2 separate regions of the Sus scrofa genome follow, and region 2 is linked to region 1. Evidence: chromatin contacts called from public HiChIP or PLAC-seq data. All regions are on one chromosome and are shown on one strand. The core of a region is the stretch at or near the end of the contact, and the rest is flanking DNA. Distances in the headings are between cores, read along the strand shown. Region 1 holds the start of FAM8A1 (protein FAM8A1). Region 2 holds the start of DEK (protein DEK).

Evidence for each region. HiChIP or PLAC-seq counts read pairs in DNA pulled down with a chosen protein or histone mark.
Region 2: a contact with region 1 is called in an H3K27ac HiChIP or PLAC-seq map of alveolar macrophages. The contact joins the promoter of DEK here to the promoter of FAM8A1 in region 1. A contact is called at or near these places in 1 of 5 promoter capture datasets (fetal skeletal muscle) and 2 of 2 datasets of contacts at active chromatin or transcription factors (alveolar macrophages and skeletal muscle).

What each region holds. Positions count from the first base shown.
Region 1 is chr7:13,372,017-13,379,623 of Sscrofa11.1, reverse strand. It overlaps FAM8A1 (protein FAM8A1), which reads right to left and starts at 1,495. Exons shown (of 4, transcript XM_021100215.1): 1 at 645-1,495. The coding sequence starts at 1,362.
Region 2 is chr7:13,931,766-13,938,797 of Sscrofa11.1, reverse strand. It overlaps DEK (protein DEK), which reads left to right and starts at 3,321. Exons shown (of 11, transcript XM_001927909.6): 1 at 3,321-3,760; 2 at 4,139-4,292. The coding sequence starts at 4,148.

The DNA of each region.
Region 1 (7,607 bases), core at 246-2,745:
TATTCATTTAGTTTGTCTTGCTTTCTATGTAACAAACCCAATGATTCCCAGGGAGCTTGCAAATTCCAGCAACTAGGTCTGTCCCATATTATCTGTGGTTGAATTAAAATAAAAAGTCTAAATAATAAACTAAAAAGTGTAAATAATTAAAAGTATTCTAATTCCCAAACAGAAGTAAACAATCTACAAGATTAAGCCAAGGCCCAAAGGTTGTAACTCCATTTGGATTCGTGTAAATCTTATTATCCATCAGTTCCGTTGTCCCTAATACACACAAGCGCTATTAATTATATATATTTCACCTATGTTATCATATGCTGGGTAATATATATAATAAAGCCATGTCTGGGTTATTTCCAGCATTACCAGTCAAAACTCCTCCTCCCTCCATGGTGAACTTTGCCATCCGAGAACTAAGCTTTGGACCTCACTCCAGAGCATGGAGATCAAAGTAAGAGAATGGTCTTTACACGTGTGAACGATTAGTCCCAGGAGTCAACTGAGACCGCCAGGTCTAAAGAAAAAGCAAACTAGAACCTGGCTGTACACTTGGGGAACAGAAGGCCTGGGCCAACCCCAGCTGACGGACGAGAAACAACCGCGCCGGCTCTACCCCCAGGTCCTTCCCTGAAGAGCCTTCTCACCTGCCTGCCGCCCAGTCTCGCTCGGGGCTCGCGAAGCGGCGGCGGATGCTACCCTGGCCACTGGGGCTGCCCGGGCCGAAGGCTGCACGTGAGGGGCGCGGCCTCCCGGGCCACCGACCGGGGCGGGAGTGGCAACGCCGGCGGCTGCCCCCGGCTCAGGCCGGGCCGCCGCGGCGCTCAGGAAGTAGAAGGGGTTGTAGTAGCCCAGCTGGAGGGGCGGCGGCGCGGCGGTCTGAGGGGCGGCGGCGGCAGCGGCGGCGGCGCCCGAGCTGTAGTTCGGCGCGGGCGGCTGGGGGCTGCAGTAGGCGGGGAAGGCGGCCAGGCCGCTGTGCCAGGTGAGGTAGCCGCAATAAGACTGCCACAGCCACTCGTGCACCTGCCGGGAGTACTCGCGGGCGCTCAGCCGCGCCGGCCTCTCCCGCGGCGCCCCGGCCTCGGGTGCCTCGCAGCCTGCCGGCGCCTGCATTCCCGAGCCGGAGCCCGAGCCCGCCTCCCCGCGATTCCCGGGCTCGCGCGCCGGCTCCGAGGTCTTGGCGGCGGCCGCGAGGCCCGAGGCTGGGGGCCGGCCCGGGGCCTGGGGTTCGGCCTGCGGCCCGTCTCGGGGGCGTGGGGCGGCGGCAGCAGGAAGGCCTCTCAGGGCAGGGACGGGCTCGTGGTCCCCTCCGCCGTCGTCCTGCCCAGGAGGGCGGCCTCGAGCTTCCTCCGGCCCCTCTGCCATCGTCGCCTCAGCAGCACCCTCAGCGGTCCTGTCACTGCGCCGTCTCCTGCCCCGCTTGCCCCTCCCCAACGGCCCCGTAGCCACCGCAGCAGCCGCGAGCGTCAACAATCCACCACCGGAAGCGGAAACCCCCCCTTCCGCGTCGCCGGCGCGGGGCGGGGCAAGGAGGCGGGGCAGGGAAGTGGGCCTTCGTGTTCCCGAGCTGGCTTCGGAGGCTGACACTGGAATTGGGCGTCCTGCGCTTACTAGTTGTAGGTCCAGACTGTCACCGCCAACACCCACGCCCCGTACACCTCTTGCGTTTTTAATTAAGGCCGGAGGCTTCTCTTGATATTCCCACCGGCTGAGGACTGGGGCTGTCCCGGGAGAAACAGCTGATGGAGAAAGGGGGATTTATGAGAAGTCCCAAGGGTGTGTGCCCCCCTTTCTATTACGGAGACGCGATTGTCTTGATCACTAGACACGGGGCTTGTTGCGTATTTCTGTCTGCATTCATTCCATTAGGTAGTTCTCACCCATTTGTACTCAGCAAGGTGATACGAGACAATCCTCTAAGAGAATTAGAAACTAATAACCAAACTAAACAGACGTATCAGGATAGTACGACTCAGCTGCAGCGATCTTCATTGTAATAAGAAAGAGATTATGCTACTTTAAGAGCTAGACTCTGTCTTGATTCTGGAGCTAACTTCTGTTCCTAAAATCCTACTTTCCAGTGCTGCACACACAAGCCTGATACGCCAGCAAAACCGTGCCTTTCCTCAGACCCACGGTCTCGCCCTCTGGCACCTGCCTTTTCCTTTATTTTCTGTTAAGGCAGGGCCCTATCCATATCTCAGGGCTTTGGAATCTGCTCCCACTACCACAGATCAGGCATGGTTTCCTCTTCTTCTGAATTATATATGGTACCTTATGTATTTATATTTTAATATACTTTCCTATGTCCTTAAGTTGGTTAAGTGATAGAAATATGTCTTTGTATCCCCAGTTCCATACAAAAGATCTACAGGGGCTTAGTACTGTGGGTCTATACTGTAGGTCTATTTGTTAAGAGGGATTCCCAGAATCATTATTGACTTTGCTCTAGGAGATAAAAGTAAAAGTCTTAGGAGTTAAGGATTCCGAATGCAGTGGCTTGAATCACTGGGGAAGTGCAGATTCAGTCCCCTGCCTGGCACAGTGGGTTAAGGATCCCGTGATGCCGTAGCTGTGGCTTGGATTCAGTCCCTGGCCCTGGAACTTCCCTATGCCGTGGGTGAAGTAAACAAAAAAGCTTAACCTTAGCCCTTAGGAAGCTAATATAGGGGTTTGGTTTAAAGGGACATTTTCATGAAACACTTGAAGACCTACTTAAGATAATACCAGTGCAATATGAATCCAAAACATGAGAAAGCCCATATAGATAGAAAGGTTATCCTTCCAAATGTGGTTTTACAAATCAACTGTGAGGAAGTTGTAACAATAAAACTTGCATTCCAAGTTTGGATTGGGAAGGCAGGAGAAGCAGGAATAAAGAAGTGAAGATGACATAGAATGATTGTGAAATATTGTGGTTATTGGAGACACAGACTGTGTGTTGAATACCACTGAAGAGGTAGCACCTGGTATACTATCACTCACATAGTAGACCTTTATATTAAGATTCTTGGTGGCAGTTGTCAGAAACCCAATTGTAACTGACTCAAGGGAGAAAAAGTAAATGAATTTACTGACTTGCATAAAATGTTCAGAAGTTTATAGATAATAAAGTAGAGAAAAACAGGCGATTCCTGGAACTTTCTCTGACTTGCTTTTGAGAAAGTAAGAGTGTTTCAGTGAGAAACTTAATTCTAATGGGCTTAAGCAAAAAAAAAAAAAAAAAAAAAAAAAAAAGTCATTGCCTTTTGTAACCAACAAATTCAGAGGTTCTATATAAGAAGTGTCGACAGGGAGTTCCTGTTGTGGCTCAGTGGAAACAAACCCAACTACTAACCACGAGGATGCTGGTCCAATCCCTGGCCTTGCTCAGTCAGTTAAGGATGAGGTGTTGCTGTGAGCTATGGTGTAGGTTGCAGATACAGCTCGGATGTGGCATTGTTGTGGTTGTGGTGTAAGCAGGCAGCTGTAGCTCTGATTTGACCCCTAGCCTGGGAACTTCCATGTGCCACGGGTGCAGCCCTAAAAAAAAAAAAAAAAAAAAAAAAAAGTGTTAACAGTACATTTCATAGGCATCCCAAAAGAGAAAAAAAGAAATAATGGCCAGTTATTTTCTAGAATTGAAGAAATATTAACTCTTTAGATTGAAGAAGTGCATCAAGTCTTGGATAAACAATGTATATATACATATAACACATACATGAATATACATGATGAAATTCAAGAGAAAAATGATCTTAAATAACAGTAGTTAAAGCAAAACCTAACTGGAAAGAAATGACATTTAGACTGGAAGCCAAACTGTCAAAAGTAAAAATATGCTGAAGATAGTGTAACACATAATAGTACAGTGAGGAAACTGGACAACCTATAATATTATAACCAAGTAAACCAGCACTCAAGAATGAGGATGTGATGTAATGCACCAAACAACATTCTGATCAACTCTAGTCCCTTTCCATCACACTCAGCTAAGCACTGACATCAATAACACAAACAAGAGCTCCTGTTGTGGCTCAGCAGATTAAGAACCCAACATAGTGTCCATGAGGATGTGGGTTCCATCCCTGGCTTCACTCAGTGGGTTAAGGATCTGGCATTGCCACAAACTGGGGCACAGGCTGCAGATGCAGCTCAGATCCAGAATTGCTGCAGCTGTGGTGTAGGCCAGCAGCTGCAGCTCCAGTTTGACCCCGAGCCCAGGAACTTCCATATGCTGCTGGTGAGGAAATAAAATAAATGGATTCTGGAAATATGGCTGTACATGAATTTTCAATCTCCACGAATCACCACATCAAAAAAATACTGTGTATAATGAAACCAAAAAGGCATGGAACACCATTTTCAACAAAACTAGGTAACAGATAACTCTAAAAACCCCAAAACGGAAGAGGATAGGATCAAACCACTAATACAAAATTGAGTAGTGTCAATGTCCCCCCATCAGATCAAAACTGTAAAGGTATTAAGAAAATTACATAGAATAGCAACAGCAACAACAACAACAACGACAAAAGACAAAAAAAAAAAAAAAGAAAATTACATAGGATGTGGAACAAAAATCAGAATAAGAAAAATTCAGAAGGAACTTGGGAAATAATTAAAAATAAGAGAAAATGTGGTTTCAGAAAGTACTAAACTAGAAGGAACATAGGAACAAACAAACACAGATGGTGACCAAGAGAGCTAGAATTTGAGATTTTAAATAAAGAAATATAGGAGTTCCCATTGTGGCACAGTGGAAAAAAATCTGACTAGGAACCATGAGGTTGTGGGTTTGATCCCTGGCCTCACTCAATGGGTTAAGGATCTGGCATTGCTGTGAGCTGTGGTGCAGGTTGCAGATGCAGCTCAGGTCTGATGTTGCTGTGGTGTAGGCTGGCAGCTCTACCTTTGATTCGACCCCTAGCCTGGGAACCTCCATATGCCATGGGTGTAGCCCTAAAAAAGCAAAACAAAATAAAAGATAGACAGAAACAGGTAGAAATGTTTGAGAAAAGATAAATGCTGAAAATAGGTAAAGAAGATCCAACATATGGATAAAGAGTTCCTGATTTAAAAAAAAAAAACAGAGCTAGCTAACAGAACAAATACAACACTGTAAAATTCAAGACAACTTTTCCTGGAATAGAATATGTATATTCTATTAATATATATTCGCATATATTTATATGTATATTCATATATATGTTTGAAACCTCTACTTAAAGAGTATATTGTGTAGCTGAAAACAATGAGAATGAACAAGATTTATTCTAGTAAAACCACTCGACTTTGCATTTTGAAAAATGGTTGTTTAAGCCAAACAATTTTGAGAGAAAGAAAACTGGATTACCATAAGACTTCAACATTAACACTTCATGTAAGGAGAAAATGGTGAAACATTTAAAATACTCAAAGAAGAAAGTGAAAAACAAGGACTCTGTATCCAGCAAAACTGACTTAGTATAAATACGTATTTGTTGACACAGTTATCGAAGTAAAAGAACTCAGAATCTTATTCATTTGAGTTCTTCCTGAGGAATCTACTAGGCAATGAATTTTGGCAACCAAAATTACTGACAGCAACAGACAGTTAGTAAACTTTAAATACTACATCTAAAACCAAGACTAAATGTGGGTTCGTTTCAGTCACAGTGCAGCCAAGAGATAGAAACTGCTCGGTAATTTGAACAGAGAACACTTACTATGAAGAATTATTAATAGAATTGGAATAAAGTGGAGCTGGCTAGAACTAAAATGCTCTTTTCCTTTTGCTAGTAAAAGGCACAAAGAACTCCTACCATATAGGAATAGTAGATACAGGGAGCAGCCACAACTCTTTGGACTGAAATAGAGTGGCCAAGAAACACCCTCCCCCAACCTCTCCACCAGCCACCTCCTTATTGGAGAGGGCATGACTGTGGCTTACTTCTGTGGCCTCAGTGGAACCCATTAGAAATCCTCTCTCAGGAGTTTCCACTGTGGCTCAGTGGTAACAAGCCTGACTAGTATCCATGAGGATACAGGTTTGATCCCTGGCTCCACTCATTGGGATAAGGATCTGGAATTGCTGTGAGCTGCAGTGTAGGCTGTAGATGCAGCTTGGACCTGGCATTGCTGTAGCTGTGGTATAGGCAGGCAGCTGCAGCTCTCATTCAGCCCCTAGCCTGGGAACCTCCAAATGCTGCAGGTGTGGCCCTAAAAAGAAAAAAAAAAGGAAAAAAAAAAAAAAAGAAATCCTCAGGAGTTCCTTAAGAAAATGTCCACAGGGAGCTGGCTTTATTAGAATTCATTGCAAAGTGCCCAGAGAAGCCACTTACAGGAAGGTTCTTTGCCAGCAACACACTGCTCTTTGAAGCTTCATAAAAAGCAATGTGCTGGGGGAAGCTGCCACTTGTTGTTGGCTACTGGGCACTGCTGAAAGTAACCACACACTCTGGAGGAGCCCAAGGAGATAAGCACATGAGAATCAGAAAGAGAAGCCTCTTCCTCCTCGAATGCCTCCCTGCCCCCATCCTCCAAGAGTGCCCACCACTAATAAAGCCTAACATTAAACCAGCCAGCGTGGGAGAAGTATGTACAGAGTTCAGCTTCATTACTGCCCATCAAGCAAAGATGTGGAGCAGAGAGTCAAAGAGTATAATCTGAGATGGTTTTACATTCTGAAATATTGGTTCAAAATGACTAAAAACTGGAGAGATGTATTGGGAAAGTGTTGGCCAAAATTTTAACTTTTCAGTATATTTATGGTGGTAATAGTATCTTGAAAATTTATGTGTAATATGGGGTAAAATGGGTAATTATCATAAGTATGAACAATCTAGTTTCCTGCATCTTCTCAGTAGCAATGCTCATTCTTATTATCTGGACTATGGTCTTGAAATACCAAGTCCCAATTCAAGAAACAAAGGCTTCTTAGACAAGTGGTTAATTCTCTATCTGAGGCAGGAAATGTGTAGAATGAGTCTAAAATATCTTGTCATATTAGACAGCATAAGAACTACTAAATTCTGTAGGGTCATGTCCAAAGGACCAGGAACCAACTTGAAGAGGCTCGCTGTTGGCCAAAGATGGGACAATGAGTTTCAACAAGGGTAATAATTAGAATGGACTGAAACCCATTAAATAAGTTTAAATATGTAAATTCATAATAATGGGTAGTCTTACAAAAGGGATTAAACCTGAGTTTGATCAAACATCTGGATCCAATTGCCAATTTACAGGAAATAGAGGACAAAGATGCATATTGAAATATATCATGATGAGTTTCCATTGTGGTACAGTGGGTTAAGAATCTGACTACTGAGGCTTAGGCTGCAGCTGCGCTTTGCCTTGGATTACATCTTTGGCCCAGGTACTTCCATATGCTGGAGGTTTGGCCATTGAAAAAAGAAAGAAAGCACACATCATGAGTGTGTAATCTGCAAAATCCAGACCATAGGGGACACTGTAAGTCAGACAGCTGAATTCAACGGATATATTCTAAGAAAAAGAATGGGAGGACCATTGTATTAAAGGAGACTTAAAAAACATCAAATTATCCTTAATGATACAATAGAAGTTAGACTTAATTGACATTTTTAGGACATTGCAGCCAAAATACCCCCATAATACACATTTTTTTCAAG
Region 2 (7,032 bases), core at 2,072-4,571, 560 kb before region 1:
GTGTGTAAGAGCTAGATATGGGTATAAGAGAGACATCTGGGTGCCATGTATGTAAAAACTTCTCAAGGCAAAAATGAAACAACAAATTCAAGAATTGGGGCTTTAATATGTCCAAAATAAAACCAACAAATATTTTCAGGCACGTGCCCCACTCATCCCAATTGCAACTTATTTGCTTGTTATCAGGCCTTCTGTGCAGAGACAGCAATGCTCACCAGTATGTGGCCCCATGTTTGCCTAGATTCTTTGCAGTGAGCTGGGCAGTCTGACCCATCTGGCCAGTAGCCAATGAGCAGAATCCTAGACGAGCAGGTCTGGGTTCTTGGCCTGTTCTATTCCCCTAACACTGTGAACACTAGGTACTCATGTCAAGATGGTGGATCTCTAAGATCAAAGGAATCAAGAACAATGACTAAACCATAGGAAGGGCAGCCCTAGGGAGTTGCCTGACCTGAGTGACAGGGCTTTTCTCACTCTGAGAAATAAAATTCTGTTGTTAAACACAATTAAAACAACTTTTGCCAAAAGAATTTGTCTTATCCAGGAGTTCCCATCGTGATTCAGTGGAAACGAATCTTACTAGCATCCATGAGGACGAAGGTTCGATCCCTAGCCTTGCTCGGTGGATTAAGGATCCGGTGTTGACGTTAGCTGTGGTGTAGGTTGCAGACTCGGCTTGGATCCTGCATTGCTGCGGCTGTGGTGTAGTCTGGCAGCTACAGCTCTGATTCACCCCCTAGCCCGGGAACCTCCATATGCTGCAGATGTGACCCTAAAAAGACAAAAACGAAAAAAAAGAACTTATCCTAATATACCATCTCATTATATTAAACCAAAAAATGCCCTGAATCTTCATAGTAAGAATTTATTTGGGGGAATTCCCATTGTGGTTCAGCAGTAACAAACCTAATTAGTATTCATGAGGATGCTGATTTAATCCCTGGCCCCACTCAAGTGGGTTAAGGATCCAGCAATACCACTTGAATCTGGCGTGGCTGTGGCATAGGCCAACAGCCACAGCTCCAATTCACCCCCTAGCCTAGGAACTTCCATTTGCCACAAGTGTGGCTTTTAAAAAAAAAAAAAAAGAAGGACTGTATTATTTGGGGAAGTTCCCTGGTGGCTTAGTGGTTAAGGATCTGGTGTTGTGTTGTCACTGCTGTGGCTGGGGTCACTGCCATAGTGCAGATTTGATCCCTCTCCTGGGAACTTCCCCACTGCAGGCAAGTCCAAAAACAGAAAACAAATACAGTAACAGCTCCCTTCTTAAAAACCAAACTTGCTTTGAGTTACTGCTCCATTTCTCTGCTCCCCGAAAACAGCAAAACACCTCTGAACCCATGCTTGCCTACCTTTCTCTCTCGCTCTCACTGCTGGCACCCTCATGCTCACCACTTCACAGGAACAGTTCTTGTCAGTGTCGCTGGTAACTCATCCGTCTTTTATACAATGGTCACTTCTCAGTTCTCATCTCACCTGGCCATTAACTAATTATTTATTTTAGGGCTGCACCTGCGGCATATGGAGGTTTCCGGGCTAGGGGTCAAATCAGAGCTGTCGCTACCAGCCTATGTTTTGATCCTTAACCCACTGAGCGAGGCCAGGGATCAAACTCGCAACTTCATGGTTCCTAGTCGGATTCGTTAACCACTGAGCCACAACTGGAACTCCTCACCTGACCTTTTAGTGCTTCTGACCACTCTCTCCCCTTAGACACTTCTTAATCACTTGGCTTCTGAGATAAAACTTTTCCACTAGATTCTCTTCCCACTTCAGGTAGTACGTTGCTCTTTCATCCCCTTTGCTGGTTTCACTTCCTCTCCTGAACCTCTAAGCATTGGAGAGCTCCTGGATTCCATCCTGTCTTCCTCTCTGCGGATGCTCACTCTACTAATGAGCTCCTCCAGGCTCAGGGCTTTAAACCATGTGCACAAAAAAATGTTGCCTGCCATTCCAGTAAACAATGAATGTTGTCCACCCTCCAGCCATTAACCACCTTACCCTCAGGGAAATTCAGGACAGAGAAAAACAGCATACTGGCCCTGAATAGTTAAGATCCATATCTCAGGAATAATTTCCAACTAGCCCAGACAGCGGCATTTTCCTTTTCACAGAAAAGCACTAAAAGCATTAACTTGCGATGTCTTGGGGGGTTTGTTGTGTGTGATCAGCAGTAAGCTTTTGATGTTTGACTACATGGGTTTTTTTGTTCAGCAAAGCTCCTATATATCCTCTTACCTTATTTACTCAGAGCAATTCCTCAGAGTTATCTGACTGTCTCCGAGGCTAGAGTCTTCAGAACATTCCCTGAACAAAGCGTAACTTGCACCTTTTAGGTTGTGCAGATTTTCATCCAGCAACAACCATGAATCCTTTGAATTTTATTCCAAGTATGATGGGAATCCATTGGAGAGTTTTAAGCAAGAGAGTGCCCAATCTGATCATTTAAAACAAACAAATCACCCTGGCTGCTACTATGTGAGTGGTAGGAGATGGGTTAGCAATGTGGAAGCCACCTGACCAGTAAGGGACTATGTCAAAATCCAAGCAAAAGAGGAAAGTGGACCGGATTTGGGTGGCATCAGTACAGTGGGAAATGGCTTAAAATTTGAGGATAAAAATGACAGGATTTGCTTATGTTTTCAGTAGGGGCACGAAAGGAAAAGAGGGGAAAGCAAAGAAAATATCTTATTTTTGCCCTACGAACCTGAGTTCATACAGGCAAATTTAACTGATCCTATTTCCACTATTCATCGAGTAGAAGGATCCCTGGGGCTGCTGGTGGTGAAAGGGTTGGGGGGAAATGAAAGGAATCATATACAGTTAAGAGGGAATATTTGAGCGGGGAAAGCGGTTCGTTTTTTTAAATGTTGAGTTTTAGAGCTATCTTCGGAGCTGGCCTAGAACTCCAATAGAAGACTCAGGACTACGTACTACCGTATGTCCTCTATTATAACCAACACCACAATTTTCCCCTATATTTACAGGTCTGGAAATCTTTTTCTCTCCAGTGACGTGAACTTTCAACGTGATAGCGTCTTTTTCCTGAAGATGTACCTTACAAGAGATGGGGTCCTTTGAAATACAGCAGGTTCGGGAGTCATCAACAGCACGATCTCCGGGACCTAAATGACGACGCTCACTGAGTAACTCCCCTCAACCTCTAGGAAATACTGTAGCAGAGATTTCCCGGGACGTAAACTTCTTCACTACTCCGCGCCCGCCCCCTCCCGAACCCGCGGCCGCTCCTCCTCTTTTTCCCGGAACAAGCGGCGGAGACAATACACTTGCAGGCCCCCTAGCGTTCTTCCGTTCGGCGCCGCCTCGCTGTTCCTGCGCCGGCTCCCGCCCGCCGCCCGGGACGCGGCCTGTCCGCTTTCCCGGAGGAGCCGGGACAGGACGCCCAACGCCGCCCAAGCGGCTCCGGAGCGCACCGCCCCTCCGCCCGCCGCCGCCGGGGGGACCCCTCACGGCCCCACCCCGGCCCTGCCCGCCCGGGCTTCCCGCGGAGGCGCCGGCCGCCCCGCCTCCCCCACCTCGCGCGCGCCAACTCCCAGCTCGCGGCCCTGATTGGCCGCCGCATTCCCGCTTTCCTTCCCGAACCGCCATTTTGAAAATCTTGTTGATTCTGGGCAGCCGAGAGCGCGGCGTGAGCGTCAGGCCAGCGAGCGGCCCGCGCGCCTCCTTTTCGGCGCCCGCCGCCGCCTCCCGGCGTCTCTTCGAGTCCTCGGCGCCAGGCCCGCGGCGGCCGGGACCCGCGGTGAGGGCCGCGGCGGCGGAGGGGAGGCCGAGAGGGCGCCGCGGGGCCCGCCCGCACCGCCGCGGCCATTTGGACGGCGGCCTGGGGCGGGGGAGGGGACGCGGGGCGGCCGGCGGCGCGGGCAGGACGGTGGGAGGGGCGGCTCGGCGCCCGCGCTTTCCCGCCTCGGGACGGCCCCGGACGGGCCGCGGGGCTCGAGGGCAGCCACCCCCGGGGGGAAGTGGGGGACAGCGCCGCCGTCCAGGCTGCGCGGGGAGGCAACTTTGCGGTCAGGTTTCCCCGCGGTCCCAGGGGCGGAGCAGGTGGGTCGGCCGGGCCGCCGCGTCCTCCCGCCGGAGGCGAGGGGACCGAGACGTGTGGCTTCCTCTCCGCCCGCAGGTCCACAGCATGTCCTCCTCGGGCCCTGCTGCGGAGGGAGAGGGAACCCCCGCCCAGCCCGCGTCCGAGAAAGAGCCCGAAATGCCCGGCCCGAGAGAGGAAAGTGAAGAGGAGGACGAGGACGACGAGGAGGAGGAAGAGGAGGAAGAGAAAGGTGGGGAGGAAGTCTTGTTCTTAGTGATGGGCTTTACCGAAATCAGTTTTCGGGCTCTCTTTGCGCTTAAAGTCGGTAAATCGGGGTGGTTTGCAGTGAGAACGTTTGCGGAATTAGCGAGGTTTTTATGTGGAACAGTAGCAGAGAAATTAACTTTGTGAATTCCAGTTTTTAAAAAAATGCTCGCCGTTGTTAACTACGTACTTTGGAGTGCAGTTGATTTCTCGCCAGCAACACCCGTGCATAACATTTTATCATTTGACAGGAAGTTTGTAAGTTTCAGATCTGGTTTTTTTTTTTTTTTTTTTTAACTACTTGCCTTGGAAGTTATTACGGTAACGTTTTGTTTTTGCTAATTTAAGTACACATTCTTTGCCTTCTGGAGTTACTGTGAAGTTCTTCATGAAATCACGTATCAAGACTTGAAGTTACTCATGTTAGTCTTGGAAATATTTCAATAGTTTTAGTATATTTGCTGAACTTCAGCAGACGTTCTTTTTCAAAGGCTTAGAGGAGTAACTTTCACCGGGAAACACCGGTGAAAGCTGGTTCTGTTTGAGAAAGTAGTTAAACACGAAAGCAGTGAACTGTGAAAGAAAGTTTAAATACGAGCCCAGAGCTGTTTCGGTTTTGGTGTTGAGGGAGGGCAGTAGCAACCGATTTGACTGGAGACATGAAGCAGAAGCACCTTGCAGCGTTGAGGGGTGGTACTGCCTCAGTTTATCCGCGGTGCCTGGGCCAGCGCCCCTAAAATGCTTCCTTCCAACCACTTAAAACTCGGTATCACAGATCTTAGCATCTTTGACATTAGCCTGATGTAGGTTTATTTAGTTTATCACCGTAACCCAACCAGACTTGGGAAGAGATTTGAGGTTTTTGTCTCAGACCTAGGGTCAGTTCATTTTTTTTTAATGCCTAAACGAGTCCCTGGTCAGCATTTAATAAATACAGTGTGAGTTGAGAGTACATGGTATGTGTTTTGTTTGTATAAAGTGGTAGCTACTGTAAGAGGGAAGCGTGTCTACATTTAAGTACAGAAAATGCTTAGAAAAAAATGAGTTATTTTTAAATTATTCATAATTGGAAGTTGGCTGCAGTATCTCACTATTAGTCCAAGACTTTCTCAGCATTTTTTCCTTCAATTTTTAGTTTCGGATACCAGAGAGATGATGTATTTCTTCATGTCAGGAAAAAAATTATGAAAGTCATGTAAAAACATTGTAAACGACCAGTCCAGTGATTCTTGGGGGACTGATGGTAGGGCAAATTGTAATTTTTTTAACAAAAAAAATTTAGATTATCCCCAAAGCAGTTCTATAGTTGTCCTGTTTTATTTTCCTCATTTGAGATATTTGTGGAACGACTAAAATTGTGAATGTTTTTTATCCTGTTTAGCCCTGAAAATTTAACTCTACTACTGAGGCGTCATAGAAATGAGAGTGAAATTTATGCCAAATAAGGGGTGGAATTGACTTGGCAGTGGTTTAGGGGTGAGGAATAGGGAGGCGGGAGATGCCTAGTAAAAGGTGACTCCCAGGTTTCTTTGGCAGCTGGATGGGTAATATTAACATTTTCTGAAAAAAGAATTCATGAAGAGGAGTGAGCTTGGAGATGATGGTCCTCTCTGTTTGGGATGCATTGAGTGTGGTGCCTGTAGGACAGTGGAGCTGTCCAGTAGGCAGCCTGGTTGGTTGGTCTGAAGATCAGGGGAAACTCGACTGACTGGAGATAGATCAGGAAGTTACTAGCTTTTAGGTGGTAATCAGTGGCAAGCAAATGGCTTAAATCACTCGGGGTGGAAGTGGAGTGACAGCTGTGGAGTCGCTTTATAGTGCTTTCTCTGCATTCTACACCATTGCCAGGATGCACCTGCCGGAATCGCTTTCTTTTTACTAATTTTTTTGTGTGTGTGCCGATCTTTACATCTCCAAATCTTAGCTATCCTTCAGAGCCAGCTCGAATGTTTTGATCCTTTCTCCCTAATACAGAACAAATTGCTCTTTCCTCAACTCTCATTATTTGTAACTTAAAGTGTTTTGTCATTTTCTGCTTTGGAGTATGGTATTTGTGTCCCATCGGCCCCAGTAGACATGAGGTCTTTGAGGAAATATTCAATTTCTTAATCATCTCTTGGTCTCACCTACCCCTCAGTATCTGATGAGCTTTGCATCAAACAGGCATTCAGTTGAATAAATTGAAGAACTTCTAGCAATATCTAAGTAAGTAACTGGTTTTAGAAAATCCAGCCTAATTTATTTATTTTTATTTATTTATTTTTTTTACAGCAACCTTAACTAAATATTACAGAACTTTTCACAGTAGTTTTTGGCTATTATAAACATCTTTTGTTGAATTATAAAGGAATGCCTTTCCAGTTGATAGCTTTGTTTTTTTTTTTTTGTTTTTTTTTTTGTCTTTTTGCTATTTCTTTGGGCCGCTCCCGCGGCATATGGAGGTTCCCAGGCGAGGGGTCGAATAGGAGCTGTAGCCACTGGCCTACGCCAGAGCCACAGCAACTCGGGATCCGAGCCATGTCTGCAACCTACACCACAGCTCATGGCAACGCCGGATTGTTAACCCACTGAGCAAGGGCAGGGACCGAACCCGAACCTCATGGTTCCTAGTCGGATCCGTTAACCACTGCGCCACGACGGGAACTCCTGATAGCTTTAAATGTAAACTTTTAAGGCAACTTGTAATTTTACACCAGCAGAGTAAGCCACTCTTCCTTACAGTCCTT